2 separate regions of the Mus musculus genome follow, and region 2 is linked to region 1. The links are chromatin contacts, called in public Hi-C maps. All regions are on one chromosome and are shown on one strand. The core of a region is the stretch at or near the end of the contact, and the rest is flanking DNA. Distances in the headings are between cores, read along the strand shown.

Region 1 (2,875 bases), core at 80-2,579:
AAATTGTACAAATATATGTATATATAAAAACAGTATATTGGGAAAATAAATTAATTTGGATTTTTAAAATTATAATTAAAATAACTGTGAGATTAAAATGATTAGTTTATCTTAATCATGGGTGAATCTTTCACTCTTACATGTCTGTATTTAATATAATGGAATAGCTTTGAAAGATTTTTTTCAATCTTTATCCCTTTTACTTATGAAAATTTCCAGAATAGAAGGAATAAATGAAATTAATTAAAAATGAGGAGTGCTTTGAACAAATCACTTTATAAAATCTTTCTCCAAAGAATCCTGCCAATTGTTTTAAACTATCATCTCACTTTATGTTACTGTTCACTATGGCTTAATTTATTATTTTTGCCTTGAACTCTGGATGTCACATAGTATACCCAATGGTTATAATCTGCATGATATAACAAAAGTCATTGAAATATCCTAAAATATGTGGAGTGGGCCTAATTCTGTCTAGTTAAATTTTCCCACTTTTTCTTGTTTTAGCATGTTCTCAGATCATAGATATGAAATCTTAGACAGTCTATTCTGTAAGACCCTGGGTCCATTTGCATTGAGGATATCTCAGAGATTCCAACACAGATATAATATATGCTTCACCAACAAGATTATAGTATTGATACTTCAAGTATCTAACATCTGATAACTTGCTGTGCCAACTTATTATTTTAGCAGTGAAAGAAGCATATAAATGCCCTCAATTTTTCATCAGAGAATGGATTATAACTATCTACCTCAGTCTGTAAAGGGAACAAATCCAGCCTACTTTATGAACAAGAAAATATTTATTATTTTTTTAACACCAGTGATTCCAAAGGGGGTGGGTGGGAAATAAGAGTATCGTCCTAATCTGACTTCATGAAAAAAGGTAAGCTTAAAGTCAGGTGCTAGATTCTAATTCTAACAAGACTACCCAACTCGCAAACATAGCAAATGTTTTTTCTCCCTACTGTTTGTTCCTCCATTCCACCCCCAGCACACATCACTTTCCCCAAATTAACACCTCCTACCCCAAACCCCAAACATTCTGGCTCTTCTTGATAGCTTTTAAACTCTCTATCAAACACCTGCGTGTGCATTTTGTTCCAAGAGAAAACACAGTCTCTCTTCAGAAGCAAAGAAAGCATATGGCATTTAATTCTCTAAGCACACCCTCAAATATTTTAAGCAACTTCTTGATTTTCATAATTCCGGCTTCTGAAGTGCTTCCTTTTTTACTTCAATTTCAGAATTACTAGGTATCATATGATTGTTGTGAAGCTGTGCACTTTGCAAATCAACCTCAATTATTATTAGCCTTTGCTTTTTCAGCAGGAGAAATAAATTCCCCACAGTGGCCGTTCATTTGCCTCTCAGCATGATCTTGTCCCTAAAGAAACTCAAATCTGTATCTACTTCCTCTTTACTGGTTGGAAAACAATGTTTGATTTCAGTGTGTGTGTGTGTGTGTGTGTGTGTGTGTGTGTGTGTGTGTTAGGTTGGCATAGTCAACAGCAGGATTCTCAGCACCACCTTAAACACGTAAACTGCTTCAAATTCCCAGGAATAGTCTTGTTTCACAGGAAAGCAAAACACTGGGGAATAGTAGATAAGTACTTTGCAGAATTTAGGAAATGCAAATACCACAACTCAGTAACTAGCTGCACTCTGCCCTCATTCCTTGCCTCAAGTTAGAAATACTTGGGGGAATATTGCCAACCCATTAGCATTTCCAGAACTGAACATGCTTTCTTGGAAATACTTTCTTCCCAAGATAGTACTATTGGAATGATAACAAGAAATATTGAGCCCAGCATTCCTGGCTCAGTTCAGGTTTGTAGGGAATAGGCCAGTTCCACAGATCAGATACGTACTCACCTACAATAAACTCTGAAAGTTAAATAGACTACACTCTTTTTGCTTTATTTGATTTTTCCTTGTCAAGAAGTCTTTGAATAAAATGCCAGGACAATAGCTATTTATACCTTTAATGTGACAGTTCCAAAAAATTCTAAGTCACTTTATTTCCAGTACTGATGGTTTCATTGTAAGAATAAGACAGTTAAGACACTTAACAATAGAAAATCAAAGAACAATCAAAGGGTAACAAAACTGAATTTAATCAGTGGATGAGTATGTAAACAGAATTTTTAAAACTTAATTTCTGCTCTGAAGAAGAAAAATTAAAATATTTAAGATGATATTCTATGAAAATTATTTAATTCTCTATGACTTTTATTTTCCTTTTTCAATAACAACTTTTATTTCCCTCTATTCCTATAAATGATCTTGCATGGCTCATCCTACAGGAACATGCAAGAAATTTATGCTTTAAAGCCTTCAGAAGGATGTGAAACAACTAGGGGAAGAAGGGTCTCCTTTTAAGTTTTATAGAAAATACAATTTGACTGTTTTCAATATTTGCAGTGGTGATTTTACATAAATCGTGACCTTGGGAATTGTTCTGTGAGGAGTCTTCAACACTCTTTAGTATTTGAACTGCTCAGTTCTTCAACAAACTAGTCCAACTCTAGTGTTAGCAAAACTTTACAAAACATATTCATACCACTTCAACGCCCATCAGTGGTAGAAAGATAAAGGATGTCAAAGTAATAGACATGGCTAAATCCTAACCCCTTTGTTAATAGTATTCCTAAAATAAAGGCTCTTAGAATTGTTGTTTTGTCTATAGTTTACGAGTTTCATTGTATCACTCAACATGAATTTATTACTTAGCAATACTTTCCATTCTACAAAATCACATCTGAGTCATATGCAACATAGACTGCTACCCCATATCCTTAACTCAGAATTTTCTGTGCCATATTTAATTTTGACTTTTTTATCTGTCCTCATGGAGTTAGAACTGAGGAAT
Region 2 (2,839 bases), core at 75-2,574, 1.2 Mb after region 1:
GCATACCATGGCCTTGTGCAAAGCTGTTCCAGCAACCCACAAGGACTTGGCATGAATTTCTCAGTGTGTCACCATGGCTAGAGCTAAGCAAGAGCCAAAAATGAATTAGGTAAAGACAGGAGGCTCCAGGCACAAATTCAGCAGGTAAATTTATTTGCAAATTACTCTTTTTTTTTAAGATTTCTCATAGGAGATTCTATTTAGACATTGGGAACAAAAATTTTTGGTTCTTAAAGCAATATCTGGTTTCAATAGTTGGTCCAAGGCCAATTAGGCAAAAAATATCTAATAAGAGAACCCTTTTTAAGTTTTTGTGCATTTATGATGGGTTTACTGGTTTCAATGATGGCAATGTTATTGTTAAGACTGAGCTGGGTTAAGACATTTTATTTTCCTGGAGACTTCTCTACCATTAAATTGACTCACCCTACCCCTTATGCCCGAATACACAAGTGTCCTTCTTGCCCACTGAATTAATTTGAGTGAAAGCCTTCTGCAAAAGCCATCTTTTGGGATCTAGAACCTCCTCTGTGAGCACTTGTTAACACAAGACATTATACTGATGTGTAAGTTCATCAGAAATTTGACACTAGATCATAGCTTTACTATTTTGGGAGACTGACAAAGTACTAATGGACTTCTAATGGCTAAAGCAGTTCTGTAGTTTCCTGCAGTACCTCAAATACCTCACATACATACCTCAAAAATCACACACAAAAAAATTTTTCTGAAGAAAATGAGGTATATAGTGTATTCTAATATGGAATATAAAAATCTGCCATTAGAGATAGGAAGTGTGTCACAGTGGGACTTGGAACTTTGTGAGAAAATAGGCAAGAGCAGCCATTGAATCTCCTCAAAGCTTAAAACCCAGTCTGTACTCCAAAAGTTAAAAGAAGAAGAAAAGAAAGAAATTCTATTCTTGTTCTTGGGAAGTTCAATTGTATCGCATACCTTATGACACACTCAAAAAGGAACTAAGACAAAACCCATTCCAGGACATTTCCTCTCAAAGAATGCAAATAAGGTGTGTCACATATTTTCATGAATAAAATAAACTCGATAATATCTAATAGCACATTACACTATTCAATGTGCCTAAATTACAGTTGTACTCAGAAATGAGAAAATCCCTGGAATGGCACCAGGATTGCTTTTTAATTGTCCATTAGAAAAGGCAAGAAATAAAATCCCCTGCAACGATTTCCTTTTGAGATCATTCACCTTATTTTTAAAACGGGGAGTCAAACAACACACTGTGAGGCTGAGGAACACAAGCAGGCAGCTGTCTGCTCTCCTCGGCTCAGACACAGCAGCTACAGCAAACCCACAGTGCCAGCTTGAGACAGGCTGGGCAACTAGCACCGCACACAACAAAATCTTTACTTTCCCATATCGAAGGAGCCCACAGAGAACATGTCTCTTTCCACCTTTTCTTCTGGATCGAGGCCTTCCTATTTAGGGATGTTCCTCGATTGTGTGACATGTTCCCAAGCCCCTGAAAAACAATGACAATTTTATTTTCACATTAAAATTCCTCTCCCGGGGCCATATTCCATGAATGAATGGCTTGTAAGACACACCGCTAATAATAAAATCCACCAACTGTGCCAACACAAGTGCAGGCAAAGCACGGGAAAGCCGAGGCTGGCCAGAGAGTTTCTCTCGTACCTACGGTGGCTGATGCCTTCCAAGAAAGCTGTGGAGTCGCCTGCTTATTTATGTGCATACACGCCAGGAAGGTATTACTTTTTAAAAAGTGAAAATAAATAGCTCCTGCAACCCCTTCCTTGTCTTGAAGCTACTATTTCTATTAGAAAATAAACTTGTAAACTCCATCTGTTAGGATGCTGGAAAATCAGACCATCCCCGCAGAGCATACCAATGTGCGTTGAAGGATCAATCTTTACACCAACAAAGGAAGAAACTGGAACTGAGAAGGTAATTCCCATTCAAACGCAATGCCACAGTGAAATGCTGCAGAAAAATCAGATTCATCAAGAGTGATTGCACATGTCACAAACTCAACTCATCTGACCTCCCCAGCACTTGTGCCCTGTGTTGCTGTCACTAAATTGTCTGGATTCTAGAGTGGATGCTGCCTGTAGCTCTGTCACCCAGTGGATCAGCCAAGACCTTGTTGCTTTGTTTTGTTTTGTTGTTTGTTGTTTGTTTTGTATTTTCACTTTTAAATCTCAGGCGAGTCTTTCCTCTGCCAAAAACCACAAGCCTGCGACCAACAAGAGGCTTTTAGTTCATCTACTCACCAGTTTAATAAGAAAGCAGTTTAGCTAACTGAGAAAGAGCTACGTAATTTATCTTATTCCCTCTACCATTTGTTTGACAATATACAAGCTTCTCCCACTCACTCTTCTTTACATCCTTCTTCATTTAGCAAATACTTATTGAGCACCTACTGTGTTCAAAGCACTTGGTTGGTACAGAGTTTGCAGCACCAGATAAGACAAAGGAAGAAGTCTCCTCCTCTAGCCTGAATTCTCATGGTGATGTGGAGACAGAAATAAAACAAACAGATGCTTCACATTCTAAACTTCAAAAGCATTATTGAAGAAGATGCAACTTGGGAAAAAGAAATAAAGATGGATTTGGGGAAATTTTACTTTGTCTGAAGACAATGTCCTGTTTCTTAAGAAATAACAGAAGGAGGTTGGGGCTAACAAGATGGCTCCGCTGGTAAAGGCACTTTTCTGCCAAGACTGAAAACTGAGTTCAATCCCTGAGACCTAGACTTACGTGTAGTAGAAGAGAATAAATTTGTGCAAGCTGTCCTCTGACTTCCACACATGTGTGGCATGCACATGTGCATGGACACACTTGC

Evidence for each region. A called contact is a pair of places that touch in the nucleus more often than the background predicts.
Region 2: a contact with region 1 is called in a Hi-C map of ventral hippocampal neurons, with 1.8 times the contacts expected there. The contact joins two enhancer-like sites. A contact is called at or near these places in 4 of 484 Hi-C or Micro-C datasets (B cells, the HPC-7 cell line, bone marrow-derived macrophages and 1 more), 1 of 115 datasets of contacts at active chromatin or transcription factors (microglia) and 1 of 9 other capture datasets (embryonic tail).

Annotation. Positions count from the first base shown.
Region 1 is chr2:46,364,460-46,367,334 of GRCm38.p6, reverse strand. No RefSeq gene overlaps it. Among named protein-coding and RNA genes, the nearest start is that of Gm13470, 77 kb to the left of the region's middle. Within about 2 kb of position 1,329, at least 25 of the 459 cell types and tissues checked have an H3K27ac peak or open chromatin away from gene starts, as enhancers often do. A contact at or near this core is called in ventral hippocampal neurons, where this site is marked.
Region 2 is chr2:45,180,241-45,183,079 of GRCm38.p6, reverse strand. No RefSeq gene overlaps it. Among named protein-coding and RNA genes, the nearest start is that of Gm28643, 49 kb to the right of the region's middle. Within about 2 kb of position 1,324, at least 28 of the 459 cell types and tissues checked have an H3K27ac peak or open chromatin away from gene starts, as enhancers often do. A contact at or near this core is called in ventral hippocampal neurons, where this site is marked.